2 separate regions of the Mus musculus genome follow, and region 2 is linked to region 1. The links are chromatin contacts, called in public promoter capture Hi-C maps. All regions are on one chromosome and are shown on one strand. The core of a region is the stretch at or near the end of the contact, and the rest is flanking DNA. Distances in the headings are between cores, read along the strand shown. Region 1 holds the start of Rfxap (regulatory factor X-associated protein). Region 2 holds the start of Wars2 (tryptophanyl tRNA synthetase 2 (mitochondrial)).

Region 1 (5,086 bases), core at 2,162-4,661:
CTTCCCGAAGTGGAAGTGCTCACGGATCGGGGAAATCTGCACGGCATACACCTGCAAGGTCTCGCTCCAAGGAAGACTCAAGGCGTTCTAGATCAAAGTCCAGGTCCAGGTCTGAATCTAGGTCTAGATCCAGAAGAAGTTCTAGAAGGCATTATACAAGGTCACGATCACGATCTCGCTCGCATAGACGATCCCGGAGCAGGTCTTACAGCCGAGATTATCGCAGGCGCCACAGCCACAGCCATTCTCCCATGTCTACTCGAAGGCGTCATGTTGGGAACCGGGCAAATCCTGACCCCAACTGTTGTCTTGGCGTGTTTGGGTTGAGCTTATACACCACAGAAAGAGACCTAAGAGAAGTGTTCTCTAAATATGGCCCCATTGCTGATGTGTCTATTGTATATGACCAGCAATCTAGACGTTCAAGAGGATTTGCCTTTGTATATTTTGAAAATGTAGATGATGCCAAGGAAGCTAAAGAACGTGCCAATGGAATGGAGCTTGATGGGCGTCGAATTAGAGTCGATTTCTCTATAACAAAAAGGCCCCATACCCCAACACCAGGAATTTATATGGGGAGAGCCATTTATGGCAGTTCTCGCCGCCGAGACTATTATGACAGAGGATACGATCGGGGGTATGATGGCGGGGGCTATTACAGCAGATCACACAGAGGAGGAGGTGGTGGAGGAGGTGGATGGAGAGCAGCTCAAGACAGGGATCAGATTTACAGAAGACGGTCATCTTCTCCTTACTACAGTCGTGGAGGATACAGGTCACGTTCTCGATCACGATCCTACTCACCTTGTCGCTACTAAAGCATGAAGTTGAAGACTTTCTGAAACCTGCCATAGAGCTGGGATATTGTTTGTGGACAATATTTTCTATTGTCTCCTGTTTAAAAAGTGAACAGTGCCTAGTGAAGTTAGGTGACTTTTACACCTTTTATGATGACTACTTTTGGTGGAGTTGAAATGCTGTTTTCATTCTGCATTTGTGTAGTTCGGTGCTTTGTTCAAAGTTAAGTGTTTTCAGAAAAGTATGTTTTGCATGTATTTTTTTACAGTCCAAATTTTGACTGCTGAGAAGTTTCTATTGTAAAAAACTTCATTTAAAAGGTTTTTCTACTGAATCCAGGGTATTCTGAAGATCGAAGCCTGTGTGTAAAATGCTACCAGATGGCAAAAAGCAACAATAAACAAGTTTGATTTAAAAAAAAAAAGTTAAATGGCATAAATCCAGAATTACCCTGCAATCAAAGATAAATGTAAGTGGTACAAAAAATGAAGCCTTTTTGTAACAATACTAGGATAAAGGTAATCTTATAAACTAGGTGCGTGATAGATAAAACAGAGTTGTGTAAAAATCTGTGACAGTAAGATGGAGAGGTGGCTTCCTTGCTCAAGAGTTTACCTTGCAAGCATTATAACATACATTTTATTCCCAAGACCTCACTAAGAAAGAGACAGAGAGAAACATGGAGGGAGGGAGAGAGGGAGGGAGGGAGGGAGGGAGGGAGGGAGGGAGGGAGGGAGAGAGAGAGAGAGAGAGAGAGAGAGAGAGAGAGAGAGAGAGAGAGAACTGGAGAGAAAGCTTAATGGGTAACATGCTGCCTTCCAAGAATGAGGACCACAATTTCATCCCAGCACCCATTCGGAAGCCCACCATGGTCATACATGTCTGCAACCCTAGGAATGGGGCAGGTTCTACTGCTGGATTTACAGAGTTTGTCAAACTAACCAATCAGTGAGCTCTAAGATTAGTGCATGTGGTTGTTTCACTGTGCTTGGCCCAGGGAATGGCACTACTGGGAGGTGTGGCTATGTGGGAGAAGGTGTGGCCTTGTTGGAGGAAGTGCATCACTTTGGGGTTGGGTTTTGAGACTCTTCTAGCTGCCTGGGAGTCTTCTGTGTGCCCTAGAACAAGATGTAGAACTCTCCGCTTCTCCAGCACCATGGACACTGCCATGCTTCCCACCGTGTCGAAGATGGGAGAGAATGTTTGCAAGCTACATTTGATGAGTAGTTAACATCAGAATGTCTGCTGGTGAGATGGCTCAGTGGGTAAGAGCACCCGACGGCTCTTCCAAAGGTACCACATAGTGGCTCACAACCATCCGTAAGGAGATCTGACTCCCTCTTCTGGAGTGTCTGAGGACAGCTACAGTGTACTTGCATATAATAAATAAATAAACAAACAAATAAAGAATTCAAACAAAGGCTGGGCGTGGTGGCGCACGCCTTTAATCCCAGCACTGGGAAGGCAGAGGCAGGTGGATTTCTGAGTGGATTTCTGAGTTCGAGGCCAGCCTGGTCTACAGAGTGAGTTCCAGCACAGCCAGGGCTATACAGAGAAACCCTGTCTGTCTCAAAAAAACAAAAACAAACAAAAAAGAAAGAAAAGAATTCAAACAAACGTAATAAAAATAAGTAATAACAATAATAATAACCTAATAATCCTATTGAAATGGGCGATGTAGTTGGTTCACAAAGGAAAGCATGCAAAGACCAACAGGTGTATGTAATATACATCCCTAATCCTGAAGAACAGTGTTATCTATCTCATCCCAGATGAAACGGTTATTATCAGAGATAAGATATCTATCGAGCACTGGCGGGGGTTGGGGGAATACGGGAAAAGGGACCTCTCCTACACTGCTAGTGTGAACGCCAACCCGAGCACCCACTATGGAAGACAGAGAGCAGCTTGTGGGGAAAATAAAAACAGAACTGTCACATGAGTCAACAATCTCATTACTGGGAATGTCAGAAAAGGCAGGAGCGTCCGCACTGGGTAGAAACCCTAAGGCGAACCAGAGCTTGTGAGCAAGCTTTCCTCCATGTCCCCATGGGACTTGACTGGGATGCATTAGCCAAATAAACCGTTTCCTCCTCGAGTTGTTTCAAACTCCTCTTCAGGCCTCTCGGGAACCTAATCTATCCAGAGACGTTCCAGGAGAGACGCGTTTTGAACCCGTCAGGGAGGATGGGTCCAGGCAGAAAGTGTCTCCTGGCCGTCCTCCAGTCTCCATTCTCCAGTCTTTCCAACTGGTGAGCGCCAGGCGAGCGGAGGACAGCTGCGCATGCGCAATCGGGACTTCTGTCAGCCGCTCCGCCCCGCCTGGAAGGAGACAGGGTTTCTCTGTGTAGCCCTGGCTGTCCTGGAACTCACTTTGTAGACCAGGCTGGCCTCGAACTCAGAAATTTGCCTGCCTCTGCCTCCCGAGTGCTGGGATTAAAGGCATGCGCCACCACGACCGGCTGTCAGCCGGGTTCTTGGTCAGCCTGCACCTAGGAATCGCTTGCGGATGGCCGCCGCGCAGGCGCAGTCGGTTCTGTCTCGCACCTGCTCAACCCCGCCCCTCTCGCCGTTCCCAAGCAGAGGCTCGCGGACCGCTACGGCGCACGCGCAGTGCAGTGCTGGCGGTTCGGCTCCGGGACGTGCGGCGGGCTGCCGCTTGTCGAGTACGGTTGTGTTTCTCAAGAGCTGACGGGCCGCGGTGGCGGACCCGGGCTCGGGCGGCAGCACGGAGGCGCAGGCTGTGCCCGAGGGCTCGGGGCCGAGCACCGCCAGTCCCCGGACGGCCCCTCCGGTGACGGTGCTGGTGATGCGGCAGGACGAGGCCGAGGCGGACGGCGCTCTGAGGCCGGGCCTGGCGGGGAGTGAGGCGGCGGCAGACGCCGAGGACGAGGCGGGGGACGACGACGCCGACCTGCTGGACACATCGGACCCGGCGGGCGGCGGCGAGAGTGCGGCCAGCCCGGAGGAGCTGGAGGACGAGGACGCGGAGGGTGGCGGCGCAGCGCGCAGGCGAGGCTCCAAGACCTGCACGTACGAGGGCTGCCGCGAGACCACCAGCCAGGTGGCCAAGCAGCGCAAGCCCTGGATGTGCAAGAAGCACCGCAACAAGATGTACAAGGACAAGTACAAGAAGAAGAAGAGCGACCAGGCACTGGGCTCTGGCGGCCCGTCCGCGGCCAGCACAGGCAACGTCAAACTGGAGGTATGCTTGCTCCTCGGGGCCCCGGGGCCAGGGCAGATGGGTGCCAACCTACTTGGTACACACTCAGGGTCTCCCCAAGGGCTCATCCTCTGCTCCAGCTGACATGGGCACTTTGGAGGTGATCTACACCTCTCCTTAGTAAACCCTTCCCAGTGTCTACCCCGAGGCATCCGGCACATTGACACACCCTGTTGGTTTTCTGTAACTTTGGTGACTTTGTTTTTTTTTCTTAGACTCCCTGGCCCCTGAGAAAAGTTGGATTGACAGTGGGGTAGTAACTTACAGCACACATGGGCGTTGCTCGGTTGCTTGATTCAAGTCAAGCTTGGAAGAGAGACGCCAGTGCCCTGCAATTGGGCTTCTGCTGCTAGCTGTCTGTATTTAGGTCCATTATTCATCTCCCTTAAGTCTCGGCTCCCTCGTCTTTTGCCCTTAAGATAATGCCCAATTAGTGTTTCTTCGGATTTATTTTGGTTAGGTGAAAATTATAAGTGGTGTGCATTTCAGCTCAGACCCAGCAAAGTCCACCTAAGTATTAGAGCTGTTTAAAAAACAAAACAAAACCCGTAAAAAGTAGAAAGACTCCTTACCACAGAAGTTCCTTTTGAAGGGGAACTTCTAACATTTGTGGAAGTTTGGCCTAGATGACTCAAAATTATTGCTACTATAAACGTCTGATTTTTGTGGTATTAGCATTATCCTACCTACACAGTGCAAGGCCTGGAGTTGTGAAGACATAAGGTTCTCTACAGTCAAGTCAGCTATAGCATTCCATGTACTGTGTATGTAAAGGAAGCGGTCCTATAAATAGGGTAACTGGGGAGAGTTAGAAGAAGAAAAAAATCTTCGCTTTTGTGATACTAGAATCCTCTTTTAGAGTTTTTAATATTTTGAGACCTAAAACATGTATGTATGGAAACCTTCTTATAACAAAAGTTTGCTAAGCATCTCACGATAAAGGTGCGACGCGGATGTTTTAATAGACAACTCGGAAGCCAGTAGATAAAAGGCCAAAGCTTTCCCAGAGGCAGAGTGTTTCACTTAACTTCAGCAGCATTCTTTTATGTGAGGAGAAGTTCAGTG
Region 2 (5,518 bases), core at 1,705-4,204, about 44 Mb before region 1:
TGTCACTGTTTCCCAAATACAGCCATGAATGAGTGCTTAAAGGAGGACAGATGCTGTGTTTAGTCAATGATGACAGGCTTCAATGTACCTAAAACCATCAGTCTTTAAACATCATGTCAGATTTCCATTTCTCTGACTTCGTGATTACGCTCCTCTCATCAGATTTCAACAGTCTTCCGTCAAGCAACACCTGACAAAATAAACCATTGCTGCACAAATTGTAGACATCCACATTGAATATGTAGGATGTGCTTGTATTCATATCTTCTTCCCTTATACCTCTCTCTAACATACTAAAGATTAAACCCAGGACCTCTCCCATACCTGGCCAGCACTAGTCACACCTCTAGGCCTTTTCTTGCTATTTTGAATTTGAGTTTACATGTAGCCTTGAGGAGTAAATACATTTCACTTCTTACTAATGCCACACTTCTTAACCAAGATGCTGTTAAAAAGATTTTTTGCAGAGCATTAAAACAACTTAAGGTTCACAATACATTCAGTCAGTCAGTTTCCAACAAAAACCCACCGTGGCTCATCCGTGTCTGCTCCCACCTCAGGGGGCAAGTGCACAGCCTAAATCAATAACCAAGTAACCTAACCATCCCCTGGTTTCATAAAACCACCTATATGATAAATACGCATGTCTTTCTATTATAATATGCTTTTACAAAATAATGTTTTGTTTTTTACAAAGGTTATGAGATGTCATAAAAATGTCCAGTGCATCTGGTTTGAGAATCCAATTCTTTCTTCACATATTTCTGCATCTGCTCACAAAATCCCTTTGACTTCAAAGGACGCTTTTCAATAGAAAAAGAAGACACACACAGGAAGAGTGGCCATAAATTTTTAGGAGTCCTTTTCCAAGGCCACTTTAATAATGGCCATAGAGGACAGGTATCTCTTTCAGAAACTTAAAATGCCCAAACAGCATCAGTGACTATAGGTTTGTAGGAAGATTTATGCTTTTAAATTTTCCTGGTTATAAAAGTGATATATCTGCAATTTGAAACACACAAAAACAAAGGCTTAAAGCACGCTTCAATTACTTTTAATCCACTATTTAGGATGAACAAAGCCCATCAAAAATGGTTGTTTTCCTTCCAGTCTTTCTTCCTATGAGTAAACACTTCTGTGCAAACACTGCTGCCATCATATTCTGAACACAGTGTTTAATCTTTTCCATCAGTCTTTCAGGAGAACTTCATCAGTGCTTTGGTACCTGCATCATCATGTGTACTGAGCAAGCATCCTGCCACTTAGCTATCCTCTCACTTTTTATTTTGAGACAAAGAATTTCACTTAATCACCCAGGCTGGTTTTAAACTTGTGACCCCCTCCCCTCCTCCTCTGCCACCAGAATAGCTGGGATTCCAGGCCTCTGCCACCAGACTGGGCTTGCCTTAATCTTTCATGCTATCATTTTTAACTGATATGCATTATAACACTGCAGAAACTAACTTTAACATTTAATTCTTTATATTTAAAGTGAAATCAAGGGTTTAAAAACAGTAATCTGTCCTAGATATTCTTGGTTGTATACACATTAATATGCCTATCAGATTCCAAAAAATGAAATTCCCAAACCTCAAGAAAAACAACATTTGATGATTAAAGCCGGAATCAATTCTTAACTAACACTGTTTCTTAAAATGTAAAGTAACATTTGAATAGTTGTTTGCTGAATTTCTAGTATTGTGTCTTTTATTCGTAAAGAATCTTGTGAAGTTTACATTAAAGAAAAAAAAAGTAAGTTCAGAGAATGAGTAACTTGTGGGATGATTCAAAATATAATATTACATGCTAGTTTCATCTACTCTTGCTGGCTATGTTTTACCTTCATAGTCATGAACCCATAAGCTTTCCAGTCTTGGAAGTACATCAACATGCCAATCACTCCAATTCTCCCTCTATTCCATCTGCCCAGAGGATTACAACTGGTTCTGTAACACAGCTAGCAAATGTTAGAAAAAGCCAGGAACTTTTAGGACCAGGCCAGAAAGCTTTCCAATAATACATCAGTTACAACATGACACCCTCATGTCATATCTGTGCATTAATGGCTATGAATATGCAATGTGTAAAAATTACTTCATCACAGAAGTTCAAGTTTCCTTCCCGCTCTCAGACAAGACTTCCGAGATCATCTATGTCAAACTGATATATTCTGGGATGTTTTGTGCTTGTCAGAACAAAGCAAATTCCCCAACACCTTTTGGCTCTGAGGATAAAATGCAAATGTGGCGGGGCTCGACATAATATATCATGCTCATCAGCTCAGTCGTGGTAATCGCAGTGCTGCCAGGCAAGCAACACTATGAAGTACCTCGGCAGCTTGTTGCTGTTGGTTACAGGGCCTGGTAGATGCAGGCGCCTAAGGATCACCGAGCACCGATTCTTGCTCGCGTTCCACACGCTAGCTACTGCACTAACCTAAACAACCCAATTCTAAGAAAACTTTTCTGATTTCTCCGCTGCACCCCGGGAAGTTGTAAGGGGGAGGAGGCTAAAAACGTAACAGAACGGTGCGCAAGAGAACGATCGATCGCAGAGCAACTAAGTTTCTGATAACGTCACACTCTTTCAGGAGATGGCTTCCTGCGTTGCCAGGCAACACTGGCCACGCGGCCCGGCGGCGTGTGCTTTCCAGCAGCAGCACCTCCTGCGGTCACATGTGTGCAACGTCGCTGTGGTCTGAGTTGGGGACAGTCATAGGCTAGTGGACCTCGGAGAGAAAGTGTGGAGGGCTCTTTACAGGAAGCAGGAAGGGAGAAATAAGTGGCGGAAGGGAAGGGGAGCGGGAAGGCGCTCGCAGGATCGGAGACCTAAAGCAGAAGACCGGCTCGGGTTACCTGGGGAGCCAGAGTTGCTGCGGGTCCTTTGTGAAGTGCCCGGATGAAGCGCCAGCACTCACGGGCCTTCCGCACAGAGAACAGCGCCATCTTGAGAAGGGCGGGGCCGCCGGCCCGGAATGACGTCTGCGGGCGAGCCGAGTTGTGCTTACTACGCATGCGCCTGTCCTCTGGGCTGCCGCTGGCCAAAGTAGCTCAGTACCGATGTTTCCTAAGTTTGCAGCGCAGGTGCGCCTTGGAATAGGTGGCCCTAGGCTTTAGTGTTTTCCCGACCATCTTCTCCTTTGTGCCAGCTTCCTTGAGGGAGACTCAAGAAATGAGTTGTTGCTCTTTAGACGTGGAAGTAAAGGAAATCACCCACCCTAAACGAAGGCTAAAAACAGACCCACGGCTCCTGGAATCCTAGCACCTTCGGATTTCCTTGGAGACCAAAGGTGGAAAAAAATAGGTAATTTCTCACCCTGCAGTTCCGAAGAAAAGCAGTCAATGATTCTGGCAAAGCCATGTCTCACCACCTGCTCTCTAATACAAAACTACATGACTTGCTATCCTGTGTTCATTGATACTGAACCTTAGACCAATAAACGTCAGCTCTCACAGTTTTGAAGTTGAACTGGGTTTATTTCATTTTCCCTCCATTGACTTATTTCTTACAGGAAAAAGTCATGTAGTTTTTTGTTTGTTTGTTTGTTTTTTAATCAAGCTTCCAGATGCAGCTTTCCATTCGTGTCTCTTAAGAATGAAGCCTGCTTCTCTTAGAGGACCATAAATGACTTTTTGAGACCTACATGCTGGTCATCGGGTCTGCAACTTTACTCTAGTGCCCTGAGTGAAACACTGATGGATATGTGTGTACCTTGCCTTCCGGAAGTGTGGGGTCTCATGGGTTCAGAGAATGAATTATGCATACTGACGAGGTGATATAGAAGCAAGTACCAAGTTCAGAGTGGACAATGCTTAGAGCTGCAGTGCTCCGCGGAGGTTCAGTAACAATGACACCAGTGATGCTTGATGGAAGATGTTTTGTGTAAAGATGATGACTTCTCTCAGTGAACTGAAAACTCTCAGATTAAAAATCAGTAAAAAATATAAAGAGCAGATTTGACACAATCCCATTGCATTGGTTATATTAGTCTAAGAAACACATACTGGAAATTATCAAAGATTCATAGGCAGTAAGCTGTATTTGAGATGCCTGTACTCCCGAGGAGTTGAAATCTAAAGTAAGATAAAACTCCAGTCATACAATAAAATCTTAGAAGCATGCAATTGTTCCAGAGTAACTGGAAGTGAGCAGGGAAGGAATTACAGGTATGAGGTGGAGAAAGCTGAAGAAGCCATGGTTCCGCCCTCAGCAGAACATAACAATATGATTTTGTTGTTAAAATTTGAGGCACATGTATTTCCAGGTGCAATGCACTTTGACTACATACCCGAGTATAGAGCCAACGGGACACTTGAGCTACAAAACATGGTAATAGACTCCAAAAACTGAATAAACTAGATTGAATTTAGAATAAAAAGTGGCCGAGTAATGGAAATAAAGTGGCCAGGAATTAATAGAAAACCCAAGACACATGGTGTAGCAGAAGCCCAGGACAAAGCCAGTCAAGAGAAGATATAGACAATGGTTACTGTAACATGGGGTTTTATAAATGCCTTAGGTGTCTAGTCTTCAGATAGAAAGCAAAGTATTACTATTTGCATAGCTATATAATTAATTAGATTATAACCCCAGGAGTTAACATTAGACTTCTAATGTTCTTAGCTATCCAGATTGCAGAATAAAAAACCCTGGCATCAAGCCAGTGATGCCAGTGCATTTTCAGAGTCTTCTGCCCAGGTGCCTATCTAGTACTGGTAACATTTTAATGGGGGGGGGGGATATCTCCAGGACACGTTCTCAGTAAAGACACTTTATCAATACTCGCCTTCAATACCATAATGTTTGAATAAATCATTTGCTGTTGTGACTCATTATTAGGAAAACATCTCTTACATTATTATGAAAATATCCCTTACATACTTTTGCTGGCCCTCACAGATAAGTTAATAATACCCCTTGAAGTCAATAAAGATTGCTATGCTTCTGTGTACTGAGCCTGTTTAATCTGCCTTTAAGAGAGCAAGGGACAGAGGAAATGATATAATTCCAAAAAATAAAAAAGAGAACAATGTAATAACCAACCTTATTTGCCTCGTATTTCCCAGGCAATCAACCTTTATAACTGGAGCTAATGCTTTGCTATAATATTAAGATACATACCCTTCCATGCCTCTGACCTACAGAGCAAAGCATATATGTCTCTGTACGTTATATGGTAGTCATTTGTTTAAAGCAACAAATCGGTTGAACGAAACCTCACAACAAATCCACCACAAATGCTGGAAGCAGCATGTAGCTATTGCTTGATGGATTTTGTTTCTAGCTGGGTCACTTGGAATCAGTAAAGTCCCATCCTTTGTAAAATTTTGTTAAAGATTCTGTTAAAGTATCCATATTTTCCCCATGAGATGCTTTTCTGTTTCAATAAATACAGAGCAAAAGCCTTTTGCTAGGGACACACAGACACAGGGATAGATTCTCATGACATCATTCACATGTGCACAGATTCAAACTTATACAACAGACAGATTACAAAAACGAGGCAACAGAAAAATCT

The links. Promoter capture Hi-C pulls out the DNA fragments that hold promoters and counts their contacts.
Region 2: a contact with region 1 is called in a promoter capture Hi-C map of pre-B cells. The contact joins the promoter of Wars2 here to the promoter of Rfxap in region 1. A contact is called at or near these places in 3 of 39 promoter capture datasets (the C10 cell line, cranial neural crest and pre-B cells).

What each region holds. Positions count from the first base shown.
Region 1 is chr3:54,806,116-54,811,201 of GRCm38.p6, reverse strand. Rfxap (regulatory factor X-associated protein) reads left to right here and starts at 3,411. Exons shown (of 3, transcript NM_133231.2): 1 at 3,411-4,003. The coding sequence starts at 3,527. It also overlaps the pseudogene Gm10254.
Region 2 is chr3:99,138,526-99,144,043 of GRCm38.p6, reverse strand. It overlaps Wars2 (tryptophanyl tRNA synthetase 2 (mitochondrial)), which reads right to left and starts at 2,954. Exons shown (of 6, transcript NM_027462.4): 1 at 2,856-2,954. The coding sequence starts at 2,945.